Linked DNA regions of Mus musculus: regions 1, 3 and 4 are each linked to region 2. Evidence: chromatin contacts called from public Hi-C and HiChIP or PLAC-seq data. All regions are on one chromosome and are shown on one strand. The core of a region is the stretch at or near the end of the contact, and the rest is flanking DNA. Distances in the headings are between cores, read along the strand shown.

Region 1 (2,700 bases), core at 62-2,561, 180 kb before region 2:
AATGCCAATCAACTAGAGGCCATGCTGATCATAGTTAAAGAAAAGACAAGAGACGTGTCTTATGAATCGTACAGGCTCAGCAGGAAAGATTCCAGTTGTCACACTTAAAGAGATAAGGAAACACGTTTCAACAGTAAATTAGTTCAACAATCCCCATATATGTGTGTGTGTGTGTGTGTGTATGTATGTATGTATGTATGTATATTTGTGTGTGTGTGTGTGTATGTATATTCTTGCTCTCGGTCTCTGTCCCTCTCTCTCCCTGTCTCTCTGTCTCGAGATATATATATCTGAAGCATTATAGCTTTACACAAACTTCATTTCTTTCCTGTAAGAAGTGCAAATGAACTAGTCACTCTCCTGGGCTTTGGGTTCTGTGCAGTGACTTGCTAGACACTTCGATCTTTAAAAAATAAAGGTAATTAATGAATGTGAATGTTATATGTACTTGCTTTCTGTGTGTATGTGTTGCTTATGTGTAGTGGAGCATGTAGGTGTACATGCACATGTATGCACATGTGTGTGGACATAACCAGAGGTTAGCGTAAAGTGCCTTATTGTTTTCCACTTTTAAAATATTGTTATTTGTATCTCTCTGTCTCTGCTTCTTCCTGTCTCTCTGTCTCTGCCTCTCTCTGTGTGTATCTCTTCTCTCTCTCTCTCTCTCTCTCTCTCTCTCTCTCTCTCTCTCTCTGTGTGTGTGTGTGTGTGTGTGTGTGTGTGTGTGTGTGTGTGTAGAAGAGGGAGTTGTGCTGAGAACTGACCTCAGGCTCCCTGGAAAAGCAGCAGGCCTGCTAAACTGCTGAGCCATCTCCCAGTCTCTCCATGTTTTTGTGGTTGTCTCTCACTGAGCCTGGAGCTCACCTACTGGTTAAGCGGCTGCAGGCCACTTTCATCTTTAAGATGCCATCTCCCCAGGCACTGGGGAGGAGGAAGTGGATGCTGGCACATTCACAGATCTTTAACCCTCTGTGTTCTATTGGCCAGGATTCAGGAGTCTAACTCCCAGTCTCGTGCAAGGGGGCTGCCAGATGCAGCCCAGAAAGGAAAGACACTTTCCCATCCCAGGACCTTTACACAATACTTCTAAGTTCTGCTGATCTGGGCTCAAATGTCACTTCCTCAGGGAGTAACACCAAGGGAGGGCTGGAATCTTGGTTCCCCAGTCACCGTCACCTAAAGTGGTGACAACAGCAGGCTTTATGGCCTGACCCACATGCTCAGCAGCAGATGGGACTCTGCCTTTGAGAGAGACCTCCTGGCTGCTTCTGGAGGAGAGGCCACGAAGACATTTCTATTTTTAAGAAAGGGCAGCTCCCCTGGTGGCGTCCTGAGGAAAGGGCAGCTACGCGTGACGCCGTCTTTGATGAACAGCGTTGACTCCAGAGGCACATTTCACTAATGTTCTCTGAAAAAGGCTTATAAATTATTCAGCCACACAGCTGTCTGGGAGAGGCTGCGATGGTTCCTGCTAGGCGGCTGGGAAGAAGCTGAGGCCCAGGAGAGGCTGGGAGGGCAAGTGGTCAGAGCTGCAGAGTCTGTTTGTCTTCCCCTCCTCTAGGCATCCCTATGAGGGCTGCTCAAGTTGAGCCACCTCTAAATCTAGAAGTTTTATTAGCATTCAGTGTGGGTGACCAGTGGTCTCTGGCAACGCAAGTCAGCAGTGAGAATATGGGTGACGCAGAAGGGTCATCCAGGATGGGGTTTAAAGAATAAGTCAGAGTTTACATGGTGAGATAGCAGATAGATAGGGCAAGAGGCACCCCTGAAGGGTGGAGCTCTGTGGTAGGTGTGGACTGTCTAAAAATGGCTGCAGGTTCAGGCAGGCCCAGGACTCCAGGCCACTGGTCCACACTCTCCCCAGGAGTGGTGGCAAGGGGTCAAGAAGAAATATGACACAGATCTGCCAGAAAAGACGGCTCAGCTCTTTATAACTGACCCTCCATTTGATGTCAGAGTTGAAAAGGAACTTTCCGGATCACCCTGTAAGCACAAAGTTCCGTCTGTCCTGCCTGCCTCCTGGAGGACAAATGTATGGAGCCACACCCAGGCTGCAGCTGGTCATCGATGTGCCGAAGCCAACCTGTAGAACTGTTTTGCAGGAAGCAGGCCAGCCCGGGGCCCTGCTGCTTGGTTGATTGTGTTTGGTTGAGATGGAGCCAGCTGATGGCTGCCGATGGTTGCAGACCTGGGGTGTATGGACTTCCCTGTGATGTCCTCTCTCCTCCTTGCTGTGGCTCTCTGCCTTCTGCTGCTGTTTGGATGCACTCTTGGGAGTGGGGCCCTGGGTGAGTGGCGATAAGTGGAGATAACCCTCGCAGCCCTGATCTCGTTGCAACGGCACATGTGAGTTGAGTCCTGGGGCTGAGATGGTTTCCTGGTGTGTGGGATCAATTGGTTGTAGGTGCAAGGGCCCCCAGGCAACACAACGGCTGACTGCCAGCTCTTGTCTGCAGCTTGCTGGATATTCTTCTTTGGACTGGCTTCATAGCTCTGTGCCTCAGTTTCCCTAGGTTTGAGCGGCACTCTTAGCTCAGAGGGTGAGTGGAGTGAGCAGTGCATACTCAGGACGTGCTCTGGGAGTATTTGTCAAGGCATACGAAGGTGAATCCTTGGGAACCCCCCTTCTTCCTCTCTCCAGCAGAGGCCAGCCAGGGACTGCAGCCTTGGCAGGCAGATTCTGGCTGCAGTCCCATACTA
Region 2 (2,700 bases), core at 105-2,604:
TTGGCTTTCGGAAGCACTCCAGGCGGGACAAGGCATCTGTGAGTCTCTGTGCTGTCTATCCTGCCGTGCTGGTCACAGGGACTCACAGCCACAGCTAGCTGGTTTGACACAGGAGAACAGTGGGGAATCTCAGACATCCTAGGGCTCTGGAGACCCCACCTTAGGAACTCTGGAGAGTCTTCTGGCAGAGGCAGACCTTAGAGGGAGGCTCAGGAAGGCACTCTGATGTTAGGGTCTGGTCCTCCTTCACTGTGAGATCACCTGGGCCTGGGCGGGACTATTCCAGCCTCTACCTGTCAGATGTAAGGACCAACCCACACCCACCCCGCTGACACCAGTGTCCCTTGACAGATGTGGGGCCTGCTGACCTAGGGCATCTTCCTTTGTAAGCAAGCGTCTAGCCATCTTCCTGATACTCCCTCTCCGTAGGGTGATACAGCTGGGCCCTGCTGTCTCACCACCAAGCCAGCACTCCTTCTAAGGGAGCCGAGGCAGCCAGACCTAGAAGTGAAGTCGGAATGAGTAACTCTGGGCAGACTCCTTGCAGAGGAGGAGTGGACATGGATGAGACTGGGTTAGGCCTGGCCTCCCAGGTGGGACAGGGCTTCCTAGACAAGGTCAGGGGGTGGGGTGGTGTGGGGGGTTCTCAACCAAGGGCGGGGCCTCCCAGCCAGGGGCAAGGCTTCTCAGCCAGGGGCGGGGCTTCCCAGCCAGAGGCAGGAACTCCCAATTGGTTGGGATAGGAATTCTATCCTGAAAGCTGTAAGCGGCATTTGTATCATAGAGCAAGCTATTGGGACGAGGACCCTGGGGACCTGATCAGTCCACAAAAGCCAGAATGTGGCTTGGGAGGGAATCAAGCCACACAGAGGGGCAGTGGGAGCCTTCTGTCCAGTTTCCAGGCTCAGGGGCTTTGTGGAGAGAACCCAGGCCCAGGGACCTATAGCAGGGGTTGGCTTCCAGGTGGACTCAGTTATAGAGAGGTGACAAGAGGTGAATCTTTGGGAGTCAGAAGTCGGGATGACAGCCTGAAATGTGGCCAAAGAAAGTCACTGTTACTGTAGGGTAGACTCACCGTATGGAGACAACTTGTGGATTCACTACCATTTAGGACCTTTGCCATACCAAAGTCACAGCCACCCTGACTCACTCAGCCTCAGACTCTCTGGGAGGGAGAAGAGAGGGACCAAAAACATGTGGATGAGGTTCCCTTGTCCTGGACCCCAGCAAGTTGGCAAGGGTTGAGGCTGGGGACACAGACACCCTTGATCTGTCATTCAGCCACAGGGCAGGAGGCTGGGCCTTGTCTGAAGCCAGGGAAGTTGCCCCATCTCCTGAGGCTGGAGATCCAGAATCTCAGGCCCCGCCCAATGGTTCAAGCCAGTGTGACACCCCGCCCCCCAAGAGGCTCCTCCTCCTCCACCGCAGTGAGTCAGCAGGAGGTGGGCTGGTGACCTGGTCTTATTTATTTGTGTGTTTTGGATGAACAGAGTGTTGTGTGGTGATTCCAGCTGCCTGGCAAGAAGGCAAGCCACTGAACGCGAAAAGGAGGCTGCTTTGCCAATTCCACCACCGCAGCAAGATGCCTGCTTCCAGCCCAGCAGGCAGCCAGGGGCCAAAGGAGGGCCAGCCAGGCACCCTACACCCCTCCTAGACTGGTCTTGTCCCTGACAAGTCAGGGGGGAACCTTTGCTCAGAGCCACAGGAGAAAGCAATCAGCTTTCTCTGTGTGTCTCTCTGTCTCTCTGTGTCTCTCTGTCTCTCTTGTGCTTGCATGCATGCTCTCTCTGTCTCTCTGTCTCACTCTATCTCTGTTTCTCTGTCTCTCTATCTCTCTTGTGCTTGCATGCATGCTCTCTCTCTGTCTCTCTGTCTCACCCTGTCTCTGTTTCTCTGTCTCTCTATCTCTCTTGTGCTTGCATGCATGCTCTCTCTCTCTCTGTCTCACTCTATCTCTGTTTCTCTGTCTCTCTATCTCTCTTGTGCTTGCATGTATGCTCTCTCTGTCTCACTCTGTTTCTGTTTCTCTGTCTCTCTGTCTCTCTTGTGCTTGCATGCATGCTCTCTCTCTCTCTCTCTCTCTCTCTCTCTGTCTCACTCACTCTGTCTGTCTCTCTGTCTCTCTCTTGTGCCTACCTGTATGCTCTCTCTGTGTGTCTCTCTGTCTCTCTCTTTCTTTCTCTCTCTCCCGAGGCAGGATGCCAGGCGATGGCTAGGAAAGAGGGCCTGCAGGTGTGGAGATTGGTCTCCAGAAAAAACAGAGCAGTTGGCTCTCCTGGGCCTGAATCTGGGCGGACCACTAGGTCGAACTGGGTCTGTGTTCAACACGCTGCCTCTTGACCCTGTGGTCCTGCTCTTTGGTTAAGCCTATTAGCAGCTAGGCCCAAAGAGACAGCAGCTCACCCCACTGGAACATCCCTTGACAAGGAAAATAACATTGTTTTTTATACAAGTGAGCTCCACCTCCCAGGTTACTAAACACAAGACCTGTGCCACCTATGACTGCACCAGCCGACCTCTTCCTGGAAGTGTAACTTTAGGCATGGTTTCCTGCTTGTCCGTGCCTAGACCTATTGAGGATGTCCTCAGTGATTTTTATTTGTGATTGTTTAGATACAGGGTCTCATTCTGTAGCCCAGGCTAGCCATGAACTCAAGATTCTTGTTCCTTAGTCTCCCGAGTGCTGGGGATCACAGGTGT
Region 3 (2,700 bases), core at 109-2,608, 200 kb after region 2:
TGAAAAACAGACCACATCCAGGACACCGCTGAGCGTTTAAAATTTATTGACGTGATTTCCCATAAGGATTCCGGCCCAGAAGCACTCAACCGTGTCACCTCCAAATAGGCTTGGAGCCTGGGAGATGCCTGTTTCTCATCCAAGCTGCCCCTGGGACTCAAGTTACAGGAACCGAATCCCAGCTCCAAACTGGACACCATCACAAATCCTAAAAAGAAAGAGAGAGGTCAACAGGACGCTCCTTACACCATCGAGAGGCTCTGTACGCACCCCTACCCTGCCCCTGCCCCCCCCCCCCCAGTTCCCTAGGCTAATAGGAATTAGCCCCTGGAGAAAGGAGAAAAGACAGGAATAGAGCCCAAGACCCTCTGTTGCTCCATCCCACCCAAAGGTGCACTGTCCTGTTGTCAGGACAGCAAGTAGAGCCTGGGCCTCACAATGACCAAGCAACCCAGCCTCAGAGAGGCCAGCCACCAGCCAGCCCTTTTCTTGACCCAGGATGACATACATAAAGGGTCACCTCAGGTGTGCTCTCTGGAGAGCTTAGCTCAACCATGTCCTGTGTGGGCCTTCTCAGGACTGGCTGCAGGCACCAAACACCCAGTTCTGAGTGCTGTGCCATACTGGAATGTCAAGGCACAGGTAAATGGAAGCAGTCACTCTGCCCTGGGGAGGAGCCTCCTGCTTGGAGGGAAGCTGAATCTCTGGAGGCTGAAGACCCAAGCCAAGCTGCACAGTGCACCTGTGCCCTCAGCCCCGGCCTACATAAGAGGGACCACGGCTGCCTCAGAGAAGTAAGCTTTGAGATAAGCAAGTCAAAGATGCCTGTGCTATGACACACACCACAGAGCAATGCCCATGAGTATTCGAGGTGGCATCCAGAGTTACAGGGCCAGGACCCATCAGTGCTCTGCAGACCCCGTTGGCCTCCTCAGCCTCTACCTCTAGGCCAGGTGTAGGCTGCCTTCCTGCTGCATGGTGCCAGTGCTCACCCTTATACCAGGCCTAGCAGGGGTCATCCGAGAAGTCCACTGATACCCTCTCTTAACCCCCAAACACTCCACCCTGGATGGTGTGCTAGGTGTGGGCAAACAGCACTCGTGGGCCCCAAATAGAGCCCTTGACAGGCACAGAGAGGAAGACATTAACAAGGCTGAAGGGAGGGGGAGGGGGAGGAGAATAGAAAGAGGCGCACTTGTGAGAAGCCATTCCCTTAAGGCTTCAGCAACCCCACATTCTCTGTCCACCCATACTATACCCCTCCCCCAGGACAGCTGTACCCACATACAGGATGCCCTCCCCAGCTGCAATGATGGTGTCCTGTCCCTCCTGAAGCTCAAGGAACAGCTGGAGCGGGGCTGACTCACTGCTGAGTCTCCAGGGACCTGGTCTGAGGAGTCACGCTGTGACAGAACTCAGGTCCCAGAGAAGACTGTGCCAGAAATCATTCAGGACACAAGTCAGAACACTTCAAACTGTCACCCTTTGCAAAGGCCACAATTGCCAGTTTCAGAGCACCTGGCTTAACTCTGGGGGTGGGGCTACAGACAACTGTCCACCTGCCAACTGCCTAATTTTAGAAACATGATAAAATTGAGGTCATTTCCCTCAAATGTTTTCAAATTCCACTCTTGCCAACAAAGCTGCAAGGCAAACCACACTAGGGAAGGTATCTCTATGTTCAAGGCTGACCCTGGACAGCCTTCACTACCCACAGCCAACACCTGCCTGCCACCATCACAATGGCAAACAGCTGCCAGGCAAACCCGGGCCAGGGTCTTCCCCACTTCAGCACAGCAGACTTCTTCTTCCTGAAGGGTATGTTCTCAATTTATCTTTGAAACATGCTTCTTGGATTTAACTCATTGCAGCTGAGGGGTCCTGAGCTGTAAAGAACACTCGCTAAAGGGCCAATTAGCAAGAAGCTCAAGAGCGAAGGAACTGCTTGGTGCACACTGCCACCCTGTGGCTGCTGTCAGTATTACAGCAGCATGGGCCACAAGAGGTGAGCTGCTCAGAGAGCTGCTGCAGCTGTGGTTGGCACTGGAGCCCACCACACCCCTGTGACCTGGCCCCAACACAGTATGTGAAGGCAGCTGGCCACAGCTCCGCTTCAGCTCCACCTACATGGTAGGCTGCACAGAGCTAACCCAGGCTGAGAAGGCACCTGCTGCGCACCAGGGCCCAGCCCTCCTCTCCTCACTGCACTGTGCAATCAGCAACTGTGGCAGGTCAGACTGTAGGCAGCAGGCGTGGTGGACAGAAGACACTGAGAGACAAGAACAGTGGGCCAGTACAACACAGCAGTATGGGAGTGACAGACACCATAGTCAGACCACACAAAAGCAGAGCGGGAGGGCCGCTCGGACATGCAACATTTCCCCTGAAAGCTCAGAGCTGTCTGTCAAAGCCTTCTAGTCTCTGCACAGGAAAACAGAGCCAGAGTAGCTATGTAACCTATTCCAGGCCCTACCACAAGGCAAGGTGGCATCTGGCCTTGTGGCCCGTGGGAATTGATCTGTCTGGGATAAAGGCACAAGAGAGGGGCCCATGAGAGGCCAGGTGCTTGCATTGGCTCCCCGTGAGGCTGCCTGCCTGTCAGCAGGTGGCCCGTCCCATGGAAGCCAGGTACAGTGTCCTAGCAACTGCCTCCCACCATCATGTCTGGACCTCTGACTTTCCGAGCTTTGTTACTAAAGC
Region 4 (2,700 bases), core at 126-2,625, 240 kb before region 2:
TTGCCCCCCGCACCCCCACGTCTACCCTTGAGCTTGTGACAATCTGTCAGGATAAAAACTATTCCGAACAGACTCATGAGCCCCTCCCCTTGGCTGTCAGACTATGGAGATAATGCACCCCACGATTCTGGGATATTGATATTCCCAGGGGTTTCACACTGGGAAAAGAACAAAGCTGACTCCTAGAGCTGACCCAAGGAGGAGCTTGCATCCTAGGAAGAGATTCTGCACGGTCCTCATAGTTTATCAGACCACCTTGCAGAAGAGACTAGACGCAGACAATGATGGTAGGCGGGGCCCCGCTTGGACCAGGACTGCCTGGCTATGCACACTTCTTCCCCTTTATGTCAGCCTAAATATCTTGTTAGGACACAGAAGATGGCCTTGAGTAGGAAGCAGTCCCTGGGCCTCTGCGTTCACCTTCCCAACATGGCTATGTTGAATAAACTTCCTATTTTCTCCTCTCTGCGTGTTGCTTGTCTTTAATTGGCTTGTCGAGGACAGTTTGCTGAGCTTGGCTTGTTGGGGGGGCTGCCAGGGCCCAGACCTTAACTTGAGTAACAAGCCCACAGGGAAGCCTTGCAGCTGGGAAGCTGGGGTTGGAATGCAGAAGGACTCCCAGTTGCTCGGAAGAGCTTGAAGGGCAGGGCTGAAGAGCAGGGTGAGCGAGGCCTAAACGCTAATTCTGCCAGTTGCTATGATCAAGGTTGTGATGTTGGAAGCCCATGCGGTGGTTCTCAACCTTCCTAGCGCCGTGGCCTTTCTATTTCGTTCTTCACATTGTGGTCATCCCCAACCTTAAGATTGCTTTGTTGATGCTTAACTTAAATTTTCATAACTGTAATGTTGCTACTGCTATGAACCGTAATGGAATATATCTGCTATGCAGGATATCTGCAATGCGACTTCCCCTCCCCCCATAGCCTGGGAACTGCTACCATAGGGGTTGGGTTGCTTCTGTCCGCTAGGGAGAGCTGAGGGAAAGTCTCCCTCAACAGCAGGCTCACAGATTTACAGTTCCTGGGAAAGTGTCATCCTGCAGTCCTCAGCTGCCCTGCCAGTGAGTGTCCACCCTGGGTCCCCACAGAAGAGCCTGAGAGGATGAGGAGATCAGGACCCTGGTTCCAGGATGGGCACCTTTCCTTCATCCCCATGGGAACAGCTCTGGCCGGCAACTCTTCCTCCCCCACCCCAAGACATAGAACTTGATGATAAAGAGTCTAAGCTCCCTCCTCCATGCACACTCAGAAAGCCCGGCAGGCAGCTGCCCCATCCCCCGCCCCGCCCCGCCTCCCCCCACTCATCCACATCCTGTGTCCCAGGGTGGGATTAGTGACGAAGGCTGTGGTCTGGCATCCTGCCAGCAATCTGTCCTTCCGCGGCTGCTCTCAGGTTTCCATGTAGAGTCAGCACAGGCGCAGTTGGCCTGAGATGGCTGGCTTCTTGGAGAGCCTGCAGCCAGCCTGCCGTCAGCATCCCAGACCTTTCAACGGGTCCGTTCGGTGCTTTATCCACAGAGCCAGGGCTCTGTAGAACGCTTCTAGGTTTCCTACGCGAGCAACATACAGGCTGTTTAGCGCTTCCGGATCAAGGGGGGAATGGGGAGAGCCGAGATCCATGTCTTATGCCGGGCTGCTGGAGAAAGCTTCCGATTTACTGTGACGTTAGTCTATACGTTCTTGGAATTTCTTTACCGGTTGGTGGGGTATCCCTTTTTTTTTTTTAATTTGTTTGAGGATTATTCGTTTTTGCATCTATTGAAGACATTTGTCCTTAAAATTTTTTTTTTTTTTTTTAATTCTGGGGCTGGGGCTGTAGCTCCGTTGGTAGAATACTCGTCTAGCACACACAAAGCCCCAAGTTCCACCCACAGCATGGCATAAAACCAGGTAGGGTCCCAGCACCGACCAGGAGTTCAAAGTCCTTCTTGGTTATAGAGCAGAGTCAAAGCTATCTTGGGTTGCTTGAGATCCTCACAAAGTTATAGATTCTGTGTGATGGCTTAGATGGTTATATATCCATAACCCTAGAATTCTTTCTTTCCTTTTTCAAGACAGGGGTTTTCTATGTAGCCCTGACTGTCCTGGAACTCACTCTGTAGACCAGGCTAGCCTTGAACTCTATCTGCCTGTCCAGGACAGCCAAGGTTACAAGAGAAACCCTGTCTTGGAAAAACCAGAGGGCGGGGGTACTCTATTTTGATTTCTTGGGATAGGGTCACATGTAGTTCAGGTTGACTTTGATTTCCAGATAGCACCCCCACACCCCGCCTCTTCTTTATCTATTTTATTGCAGAGCCTATAATGCCTACTTGATGGTCAGGGTTTAGCTGAGCCAAGTTGAGCCAGATAAAGACTTTCATTAGCCTGGGCTCTCCTCTGAGCGGAGCCTCATGTCCTCAGTCAGCCCTCCCCAGCCCTGGCACAGAAGGGCTGAGCTGGCTGTGTGGCTGAGGAGGTCGCTACACTGGATTCTTCACCTTTCGACTGAGCGGATTCCTGGAATCTAAGAGCATGAAAACTCATAACCCTGCGGGACTCCCAGCTCTGTTTCTGAATTCTAGGCCCCATCTTACCCTCTGCCACTGCACTGCTTAAAACCCGGGGATGGGGAAGGAGATGCCCCACAAGGGAACCCCCAGACCTCCGTCTACCTGACAGCCTGTGTGTCTTCACACCCGGTTAGCTCTTCATCCAAAGC

Evidence for each region. Hi-C and Micro-C count contacts between places; a contact is called where the count stands out from the background. HiChIP or PLAC-seq counts read pairs in DNA pulled down with a chosen protein or histone mark.
Region 1: a Hi-C map of the N1E-115 cell line shows a contact between it and region 2, with 2.3 times the contacts expected there. The contact joins two enhancer-like sites. A contact is called at or near these places in 5 of 484 Hi-C or Micro-C datasets (the C2C12 cell line, CD8 T cells, the HPC-7 cell line and 2 more) and 1 of 9 other capture datasets (embryonic stem cells).
Region 3: a Hi-C map of myocytes shows a contact between it and region 2, with 3 times the contacts expected there. The contact joins two enhancer-like sites. A contact is called at or near these places in 6 of 484 Hi-C or Micro-C datasets (the N1E-115 cell line, brown adipocytes, cranial neural crest and 3 more), 2 of 115 datasets of contacts at active chromatin or transcription factors (bone marrow-derived dendritic cells and oligodendrocyte precursor cells) and 1 of 9 other capture datasets (embryonic stem cells).
Region 4: a FOXA1 HiChIP or PLAC-seq map of pancreatic cancer cells shows a contact between it and region 2. The contact joins two enhancer-like sites. A contact is called at or near these places in 1 of 39 promoter capture datasets (neural stem cells), 1 of 115 datasets of contacts at active chromatin or transcription factors (pancreatic cancer cells) and 1 of 9 other capture datasets (embryonic stem cells).

What each region holds. Positions count from the first base shown.
Region 1 is chr15:84,592,417-84,595,116 of GRCm38.p6, reverse strand. No RefSeq gene overlaps it. Among named protein-coding and RNA genes, the nearest start is that of Gm34095, 17 kb to the right of the region's middle. Within about 2 kb of position 1,311, at least 22 of the 459 cell types and tissues checked have an H3K27ac peak or open chromatin away from gene starts, as enhancers often do. A contact at or near this core is called in the N1E-115 cell line, where this site is marked.
Region 2 is chr15:84,411,330-84,414,029 of GRCm38.p6, reverse strand. The region is part of intron 3 of Shisal1 (shisa like 1); the gene reads left to right. Among named protein-coding and RNA genes, the nearest start is that of Gm46527, 18 kb to the left of the region's middle. Within about 2 kb of position 1,354, at least 130 of the 459 cell types and tissues checked have an H3K27ac peak or open chromatin away from gene starts, as enhancers often do. A contact at or near this core is called in the N1E-115 cell line, embryonic stem cells, myocytes and 2 more, where this site is marked.
Region 3 is chr15:84,211,634-84,214,333 of GRCm38.p6, reverse strand. Samm50 (SAMM50 sorting and assembly machinery component) reads right to left here. Exons shown (of 15, transcript NM_178614.5): 15 at 1-208. The coding sequence ends at 163. Among named protein-coding and RNA genes, the nearest start is that of Gm52212, 4.3 kb to the left of the region's middle. Within about 2 kb of position 1,358, at least 88 of the 459 cell types and tissues checked have an H3K27ac peak or open chromatin away from gene starts, as enhancers often do. A contact at or near this core is called in myocytes and oligodendrocyte precursor cells, where this site is marked.
Region 4 is chr15:84,653,061-84,655,760 of GRCm38.p6, reverse strand. No RefSeq gene overlaps it. Among named protein-coding and RNA genes, the nearest start is that of Prr5, 27 kb to the left of the region's middle. Within about 2 kb of position 1,375, at least 223 of the 459 cell types and tissues checked have an H3K27ac peak or open chromatin away from gene starts, as enhancers often do. A contact at or near this core is called in embryonic stem cells and pancreatic cancer cells, where this site is marked.